2 separate regions of the Siniperca chuatsi genome follow, and region 1 is linked to region 2. The links are chromatin contacts, called in public Hi-C maps. All regions are on one chromosome and are shown on one strand. Each heading gives the region's core, a stretch centred on a gene start, on an enhancer-like site or on the middle of the called end of the contact. The rest is flanking DNA. Distances are from core to core; before and after follow the strand shown. Region 1 overlaps LOC122869241 (inositol 1,4,5-trisphosphate receptor type 1-like). Region 2 holds the start of LOC122869262 (class E basic helix-loop-helix protein 40-like).

The links. Hi-C and Micro-C count contacts between places; a contact is called where the count stands out from the background.
Region 1: a Hi-C map of liver shows a contact between it and region 2, with 3 times the contacts expected there. The contact joins the enhancer-like site here to the promoter of LOC122869262 in region 2. A contact is called at or near these places in 3 of 3 Hi-C or Micro-C datasets (liver, skeletal muscle and an unstated tissue).

Annotation. Positions count from the first base shown.
Region 1 is chrLG2:19,578,001-19,582,693 of ASM2008510v1, reverse strand. It overlaps LOC122869241 (inositol 1,4,5-trisphosphate receptor type 1-like), which reads left to right. Exons shown (of 62, transcript XM_044182032.1): 39 at 20-131; 40 at 858-893. Among protein-coding and RNA genes, the nearest start is that of LOC122869241, 36 kb to the left of the region's middle. Within about 2 kb of position 2,538, the one cell type or tissue checked has an H3K27ac peak away from gene starts, as active enhancers do. A contact at or near this core is called in liver, where this site is marked.
Region 2 is chrLG2:19,540,616-19,545,840 of ASM2008510v1, reverse strand. LOC122869262 (class E basic helix-loop-helix protein 40-like) reads left to right here and starts at 2,936. Exons shown (of 5, transcript XM_044182081.1): 1 at 2,936-3,395; 2 at 3,538-3,601; 3 at 3,852-3,959; 4 at 4,338-4,461; 5 at 4,662-5,225. The coding sequence starts at 3,325.

The sequences.
Region 1 (4,693 bases), core at 1,289-3,788, 37 kb before region 2:
AACTAATGTACTTGTTCAGGCTGATCAAACATACCAAGCAGCTGCTGGAGGAAAATGAGGAGCGACTGTGCATCAAAGTTCTGCAAACACTGCGAGAGATGATGACAAAAGACCGTGGTTATGGAGAGAAGGTAGGAGAAGCTGCCAAGCACAGAATGGTGGGGTGCTATACTTCATGAACACGGTATGAATGTGCATATACTGTATATTGTATTGTATATAATGCATAAATACAGTTCTAAAAATTATATTATAATGTATTTTGTACTTTTCAGAAACTATGAGTAAAACAGTATATTTTGAATGGATTTCTTATGCTCGAGATTCCTCTCATTTCAAGACCAGTCCTACTCCTAATATTTTAATTGAAATGCAAGTAGCACAAGTCTTTACACAAAAACAGCAAAATGAGATACATACAATATGTTTTCATATATGACAAGATTTATGATGTCAATAAATTAAGGATCCATGGTTGTATGTGATTTTACAGCATCAGGCAGACTGCATCACACACACACTCTTAACACAGTAATTGCTAAGAGTAACCTTATTTTGAAAGGAATTGGCTTGTTCTTTCTGTCACATTCACCTCTGCAGTCAATAAGGCAGGACTGAACACTTCTCAGCAGAAATGCTTTCAGCCACACTCACCACTGTATGAGACTGCACTAATTCTGCACTGTGGGAAATATCTATTCATAAATACTATTCCTTCTGTGCTGCTGAAGTTTGATAAGTATCTCCACAGTCTTAACTCACTTAACTAACATGTCATGCTGTATCATTGACCTCTGCTTTAGCTTCCTCCTTCCTGTGTTGTTATCTAACTCCTTAAACCCTCTGTTCTCTTTCAGCTCAGGGCCTTTGATGATGAGATGGATATGCCTAAGGTTGTTTCTCTTTTTCTTCTATTCATGCCCTTGTTTCCCTGGGTTGCTATGTCTGTCTGGCTGTTATGTCTGTGTTACACTAGTAGTTGTTCTGTATCTGTACTGTGGCAGCTGCTGTGGCTGTGTGCTGTAGGTAGCGGAGGCTCTAGGCACAGCTGGTAACAAATACTGGTAGGCTGATTCTGTCTTACACACCTGCTGCACTGTCTGCCTTAAACCGGTGTTTAGATCAACTGAAAACGGTGAGAAAGAGAGAGAGATACTGTAGGGAGATGAGTGCTGTGGCTGACTGCGTGTTGCCCAAGAGAGTTGTGTTATTCCAAGTTCCAAGGTGAGTCACTTGCTGGCTGGGCAAACTGCCAGTGCAGCATTTGCCTCTGCTCACTGTTCTCACACTGGATGCCCTAATTTCTGCCAATGTAAGCACCATATCAAATAAGTCATTTTGGGACATATTTACTGTATATTTGAACATTAACTCCAGTTTAATACTGATGTCACATTTCATTTTACACTCCTAGCAGATGTGAAAAGAGACGTCATGACCTCTCTGAGGCTTTTACTAATTAGAAATAAAAAAGACATGAATAAAGAAAAATAAGAGACACAAAATGAACAACGGAATGCAGCATTGATCAACTGACAATAATCATATACATAACCATGTGGCACACATAAAAAGAAATTGTCATTACATTTAATCTGTGATAACTTTTAAAATGATAATGAGCTCACAATAATAAATAGGCTGGCATTCCATATCTGTTCCAAACAGTTCAGGGGAAAATGGCCATGTCTGGTTACACTAAAAGATGATGGTGAATATAGTAAAGCCACAAAAGCCATATCACTTCCGTCCCTCTCTTTTTCTTTTCATCAAGGTGTTTTATTGTCTCTGTCAATGTTCATGTTTTTGTAGGGTGTTTCCCCTGTATCTGCTTTAGGGGCCAATAGAGGGCACTGTGACTGTGTACGTGTTGTAAGTGTGTGGGGCTGTGAGGGGCTGTGGCAGTCATTGAGGCTGTGTCCTAGTTTTCCTTGCTTGAGAGCTGCACGATTCCTGGGCCCCTGCCAACTCTGGGCTGAGGTTACATAAGAACCAGGCTTTTTTTCCTGGAACTCAGCCCCTCCGCTGATGTGTGACCTTCAGCAGTAATTGCCAATAAAAGTGTGGAGGAGCTGTTTACGCACACTGCCTGCGTGTGTGTATGTGTGTCTGTCTGTGTGTGTGTGTGTGTGTGCACCTGTGTGTATAAATGTAAGTTGCAGTCATGGGGGTGGAGGGGTGGGAGCTGAAGGGCTGTTTGCATGTGTGAGAGAGAAATGATCCCTACACACACCTGTTAAATGTTGTATCTCTGTCTCTCTACACATGAAAAGCAGCTCTGATGTAAGAGTGCCCCACCCCCATGCCCCTTTTTCTCCTCTTTTTCCCCTTTTGGCGCCATTAAATCATTGTGACACAATTCCTCAACGACTCCAAATACTCCCCACTTCCACTCACACACTTTCTCACTTGGATGCAAACACACACCCACTCTGTGTAAACTTAATGGAGTCGGCTGTGAGTGTTTGCGTAGGTGTGATATGAAAGTGCATCGTTGGCTGATGTCTCTTCTGTTGCCCTTTGAGTAAAGCAGAATAGCATAGTATATGATTAAAGAGGAACGGTGAATATGTGAGCTTGCTGAATAGGACACATGGCTTATATGTGTCACATGAGGTTGATCTATACAGTAGTATTCTGCAAGTTATTATCAAGGCATTTTTTTGAAATGGAGATAGCAAGAGATGTATTTTTGACCTCCCCAATGTGTGCAAACCACACCGATACTGTTGCTAAATGTCAGGGAGGTGATTATCAGCTAAATCCATTGCTCTTTGGCTGTCAGACTTATGTAAGAGCCAGAGGAGTTCAGGATACACAGTGTTGAGCTTTTGCTTTCTGTCTCCCCTCTTCACCTGGCCGTGTGTGTGCGTGTGCATGGTCTAGTCAAAGCAGTTATGCAAGCCCGCCGTGTTGGAAGTAAGTCATGTTTCATCCCTTTCACCTCCCTGTTTCTTCCCTTGGCAAGCTTGCCGGTGGACGGATTTAGAAGAAAAAAATCTTCTTTCGACTTTTAGATGCATTGCTCACTCTGTTCAAGACAGAAATTAATTTTACAGTGCTGGTATAGAAGTATGTCAGTTGCAATGAAAATGACAGAGGCACAGTCTTTTAATTTAGTCTGCATTTCTGTCTGCGCATAACGAGCTGCCAAGTGGTAAACCCCAGTTTTCATGTCATTCACCACTGGTTTAACTATGACTCAGTCTCAGCCTGCAAAGACTCAATGACATGTTTATTTACGCACTTTTAGAAAAGTCACCTAATTACGTAGAATGCACTCTATGTGCATGTGTGTGCACGCTCATTTATTTCCTCCATTGTTGAACTGAGAGGTGCGAGCATGATCAGGGGTTTGCCCCGGGGAGTTTCCAGTTTGGTGGAATGCTCTGCAATAGGGGCGGATGTGGCAGCTGTGAGGGGTTACTCTGTGGTGTCTATGGTCAGACTGGGGCTGATTAACTGCACATATCTACTCTGATCAGCATATTGCTTTGTGGTTGGATGTGGTGTCCACAGACTTGTGGAAAATGTTGAGTACTGAGTGTGCAGCCCCCTGACCTGCTGTTGAACTCTGTCCTACTAAGTTGTCTTCAGGTGGGATCAAATCAATTGTTGCACGTGTCAAAAGTAAGTTTGACATCTTGACACTAAAAATCCAAATAATTTCTCAAGTGCTAAGCCGAGTACAAGTCATAAACTTTGAGGTTTGCTCGTCAACGAAAGTACTGGAAATATTAGAAACGTTTGCATTTGCATTTTGTGCATTCCAAAGCATTTATGTGAGTATATTCTGTGTTTTCCCTTTCTTCTTTCACATTGTGTCTATGTCTGTCACTTTCACTTTCTTGATCTGTCTCACTATGCTTTTGCCCCTGCCCCCACCCACACTGACAAACAAACTCTCTCTCTCTCTCTCTCTCTCTCTCTCTCAGTGATCTCTCTCTGTCTCTCTCATACAGAGAGAGACAGAGAGAGATCACTGGGCATGTACCTCTAAAATTGTAGTGTTCCTATATGGGTTGAGCAAATTCTCATATTTCTTAAGCTAAAAAAAAATTAAAAACCCATTCAAGTATCTGAAAAAATATACTGTCACAAAGCTGAAAACGGTCCTGTTTTTATTAATTCTAATAATAAATAGTTTTCAAAGGACATCAAGCTTTTGAGTTTGGGGAGCATTTAATTCCTGGGGTGAAGATGTTCTGTGTCGGGCTAGGGGCTGTGTGCTATTTTTGAGCAGGGGACTCTGCACAAATGTCTTTTGTCAGTGCAGCTATACTGTATAATACATAAGCAAGGTCCAGAGTGTACTGTAGTTTGTACTGCACTGTTTAAGGAACCTATATGTGAGTATGAAAAGGATGTGAATCATGTACAGCCTTCACAGTCACCGGATCTCAATCCAGTTGAACACCTATGTGTGATTTTTGGAACAACATGTTAGACAACGCTCTCCACCACCATCATCAAAACACCAAATGAGGGAATATCTTTTGGAAGAATTGTGTTACTTTCCTCCAAAACAGTTCTAGAAACTTGTAGAAACTAAGTGAAGTGTCACCTATCTGTAGTTCAGAGTAATTCACTAGCATGATGGTCATGTGGCTTCAAACTCTCTAAACTAGTTGAATTTCAGTGGCACCATGATCCTCGTTTACAGAGGCCTCCGTCTCATGTTGCCCAGCTAAAT
Region 2 (5,225 bases), core at 1,687-4,186:
TTTTGAAATTGTAAAACTGCATTTTTTCTTAGATTTTCTGAAGACTGACAATATATTATGACTATAGTTTATAACAGACACTTTGCACCCAAATAGAATTTTATCACCTAAAATGTTTTTGAAATAGCCTATTGTAACACTTTTGACCATTCAAACATCTTATTTATCACATAAGTAAATACAGTATTTTTAACAGCTCAAGCTTGTGTCCAATAATAAACTTTATCGGCATACATCTTAACATTATGAAAACCTCAAGCATTTACTGGCCGAACAGAATAAACCCAATAAATAAAGCAATAAAGGGCAAAAGGTGTTTTCCACAATATTTCCCAGGGGTGCTACAAGATCTATGAGTGGACGAAAACAAAGGTACCATTGTCAGGATTTTAAAAAATCTAATTCAGTGTTAAATTGTGTTACATTTGCCCAGATTGTCTTCAAGGGGCTTTCCTTCGTTGTTGTTATTTAATTACAGCAGAATCACTGTGACCTGTGTTGTGGTCATTTTGTAATTACAGTGTCTTGTAGCCCATCCAATTTCTATCTAATTCACTACACTCAAGGAATTTTCTAACAGACCTTTAGTTAAACTAGTTGACGTGGTCATAGGATGTGAGTCCTTTGAAGCTTAAGAATGAAGACCCTCACTTGTTACTGTAAAAGAGACAACATTTCTGACATTATGAAAAACGTGTTTAATCAGAGTTGTCTTGTGACAGCTGCTACTTTACTTATTTTTGTCAGATAAGTTAGATGGATTGTCCAAATGAACTAGCTCTTATTAGCATGGGGGGAAAAAACATCCAAATCAGGCTTTTAAAGATAATATTTATCTCTAGTGAATTTTTTGTAAGTTGTCAAAATTAGCGAAAGAGTACACCAAACTTAATTGTGATTTAGAAATACATACTGTACAAAAAAGGTCTTCAAGTAAAAACTTTTTTATTAATAATACATATCCAAAATGCTGAAAAGTTCTGCTTTTCAAAATACTGTATAAAAAAAAAAAAGGTCAGGGAAGTTGTTGCCTTCTTGCGTAGCCTCCTGAGTCTCATCTAGCTTGCGAGACTGGATTTGTGTTCCTATCTTTGAAATCAATAACTTGTCCCAAAAAGAGCTTAAGCATGAGTTCATATGATTCAGTTACTGCAGGGATTTTGGTAAATGTGATTTCCAGGCAAAAATCCTGAGACATGTGGTCAAATAAAAAATGTTTAAAAAGCTGGAGGGTAGACACACATCATAATTCCTACTGTGATAGAGATAGTTGCTTACAGCTTCACAAAACTGCCTTAATTCTTGCTTCATAGGGATCCACATTGACTTTAACTAGCAGAGTTAGAACAAATGATGGATTATAATAGGAATGATGAAACAATTCAAGGTCTTGCACATTGATGATTGTGAAATTAAGCGACACTTCCTTTTTACATGTGACATGTACAGGACTGTTGATATATTAGGGTGATTATCCTTGAGTATAGGTCATTAAGATGTAATAGACCTGTAATTGTGTTATGGGGTATGGTGATGTCCTTGTGTATTGAATTTGTTTGGACATTGTATGTATATTTTTATATCAAAATATCCTATTCTTGTAGAGTAAAATAATGTGTATATCAATGACTTTAAAGGCCTTTATGCTTTTATTTTAGCTTTAACATTAGAGATTTTCTAGTAAAGGGAAATATTTGAGGAATCATTATAATTTCAATGTAAATTTCAACAAACCTGTCTTCATACACCTTTTCATTTGCAATAAGAAAATAATTTAATGAAAATCTGCATTAAAAACGCGTGTACTGGTGTGATCTGTCCTTATAGCCTGCAGCAGGCAGGTGCAGCCGCAGTGTGCTGGATGGGCTGGATGTGCCCAGTCCGCTCAGCAGGCTCCCGGGGCCATGAGGAGTTCAACGTGACAACCGGCAGCGCCTCATGACAACAAACACTGACTCCACACACACTCATCCACAGGTGCACGTGGTTCTCCCGCCGTGACCGCACTGTCGATACTGGAGCTCACCTGCCTTCTGCAGACATGTAGATCGATATAATAGCCTACACAGCTGAATGTTTATTATTATTATTATTTATTATTATGATAACACTTTACTTGGATAGTCCGCCTACAGATAGGTTATAGAGTAGCTTATTTATAACATTTCAACTGTTTCGCTGTTGTCTGTAGATGTTTAACAGATTATCAATAAAGTATATGTGACAATTCAATTGGTTAAACCTAACCAAACCTTAATTTGTGAAACAGTTGACTTGTTGAATCTCAACTAATAAGCTGTTGAAATGTTACAAATACTCTATAAACTATCTGTAGGTGGATTATCCAAGTAATGTGTATAACTGTTATCATTATTATTATTAGTATGTTCTGTGAGAACACAATCTAACTTAAAATAATTAGGCTTAAGAAGCTGCCGTTGTTCCTACATCATTAATGGGATGTTGAATATAAAACTACAAATATAAAAACAGCTGACTAACGTTGTCCACTGACTGCAGAGCTCATAATGTTTCTAAAACCTCAATGCATCATTCAACACTCATGAAGGACTCAGCTAAGTGACGTTCACTGCACTTGATGACATTTCGTGGCATCACTGCTGTATAATAAACCTGCAGGATATTATTTATGCCTATATGGCTACTACAGCGTTTTAACTGTCTTACTGATTATTTCTATTTGGCAGTAGGTACCGTACCCACTCGCCTCGCACGTGCCCCAGGCCTGTTGAACTCCTGCACTGCTTAGCTGCCAGCACATTCCCCGTGCGTCGGCGAGCACAGCCTTGTTTCCATACACTTCAGCATGGTGGTACACGGGATCCGACACGCGCCGCCCTCCTCTCTGACGTCACCCGCCGTCCGCCCACTGAGGCTGCTTATCGGTAGAAAGTGGGACGTCCCTCCGCAGAGGATACAGCGCCGTTTAACACGTGAGCCTCATGTGACTGAGGTAGGTCAGGCTGAGCTGAGAGTCAGAGGGTTTATTTAACTCGTCGCTCAGTCCTCCCCCACTTTCCCAACGCGCCACTAAGAGGGTTGCCTTCCTTCAGCGGCGGGACCACGGCGTGGAAATCGCAGGGACTAACTTGAAACCATTTTCACACCCAAAATAACCTTTAAATTAGCAAGACTAGTATTAAATAATAATTAGTACACATTTCTGACCGTTTTTAAAAGCATTTTAGGGCATTTAGCTAACTGCTGCTTTGCAACTTTTTTTTTCGTCACGCGTAAATAAATGCGTATTTATTTGTGACTGCATTGGAAACGTACTTTGACTGCGTAATTGGAGTAAAAAGAATGGAGCGAATTCCAAGCGCGCAGCCACCTCCTCTGTCCAAACACCAGGCTGATATGGCAGACGTGCAGGGGTAAGTTATACTTCTAAATGCTTTTACTAGACTGTGTAGCCTTATCCTCAAACGCACTTGATATGTTATTTGTTCTGTATCATAAACTTCACCTAACCATTACCTCATACCTTACTGCTGTTCTCTCTCTTTATTTCTTTAGGATGGATTTCCCGATGTATGTTTATAAACCCAGGCGTGGAATGAAGAGAGGAGAGGAGAGCAAGGTCCGTTATTATTTTGTATATTGCCAATTGTTAAGTTTTAACCATATAGTTTTTATTAAAGGGTGTGAACTAAAAAGGGAAGAATTAGGCTGGCAGTAGTCTTGTAGCCCCATAAATGGTTGACCTAATTTCTGCTATGACATAACTCCTGGAGTCCTCCCTATCGATGTGACTGCCTCTGATCATAAAGAGCTAGCTGTGTGCTCTCAGATCAGCTGAATTAACCCAATATTGCTGTTTATTCTTGCAGGAAACCTACAAGCTGCCTCACAGACTCATTGAGAAGAAAAGGCGTGACCGGATAAACGAGTGCATCGCTCAGTTGAAAGACTTATTACCAGAGCACCTCAAACTCACGGTAAGTTCATGCCGTATGGAGAGATAATGGGATTCACTGTATTGAGTGGCATGCACCATCGAGTGGCTGTTCGGTGGTATTACATCCTCTGTGCGTCAGTAGTAAAGAGGATGTGTCTTCTGTCATGTGTCATTGTTTAAATTGGTGGTTTTAAAAATTAAAATGTAATTGTAATATAATTAATACTCCAGACTGCATATTATCTGTGTCATTTATATGATCCCTTATCATCTTATTGATTATTTTTGCCTTTGTGGTTGCTGCTGTAGTGTTATGATGATGGGACAGCCAAAGATCATGTGTACATGGGTAGTAAAGCTTAGAGTCTATGTGTTGTATAAGAGGTGAGGATGTGCTGACTGTGTCTGTTTCCTACAGACTCTGGGCCATCTGGAGAAGGCTGTGGTTTTAGAGCTCACACTCAAGCATGTGAAAGCCCTCACCTCTCTTCTGGAGCAACAGCAGCAGAAGATCCTTGCTCTGCAGAGCGGCATGCAAATTGGTGAGCTGCAGATCACACACACACACACACACACACACACACACAAATATGCATGTGGAACAGGATGACAGAATTATGCAGAACTACAGGCAAATAAGTGACTTCAAATATAGCTATAGTTGTAGGGAAATAGACATAAAATCTGCATTGCTACTTCCATGTCAAAATTCTGATGGTGTGGTTTCTTGTTGTGTTTACAGAGCAGCCTCCTGTCAGCCAGGAGAAGTCAGAGGAGATGTTCCGCTCTGGCTTCCACTTGTGTGCCAAGGAGATTCTTCAGTATCTAACCAATCACGAGACTGATGGAGACTTCACGCCATCCCATGTGATCAATCACCTTCACAAGTTAGCTGCAGAGGTGCTGCAAAGTCCGGTCCGACCCCGCACTCCTCTCAGCCCTCGACCTGAGGAAATCCCCACCTACCACCAGCACCAACCTCACAAGGAGATGCCCGCCAGCTTACCCCCTAAACCCAGCGAGGGCTATGGGAGGAACTGTGTGCCTGTCATCCAGCGGGCGTACGCTCCACCGAGCAGTGAGCAGAGTGGCAGTGATACGGATACAGACAGCGGTTATGGGGGAGAGCTGGAGAAGACTGAATCTGGGGCGCCACAGGGACGTCCAGATTACTATGGTCAGGAGAGCCAGCTGAAGCGAACGCTGGGCGAGAGGCAGAGCTCCAGCATCAAGCAGGAGGATGACGAGCCGCGCCACAAACGACCCCGGGTGGAGTCGTCTGAGGATGAGCTGTTCTCAGGTGGAG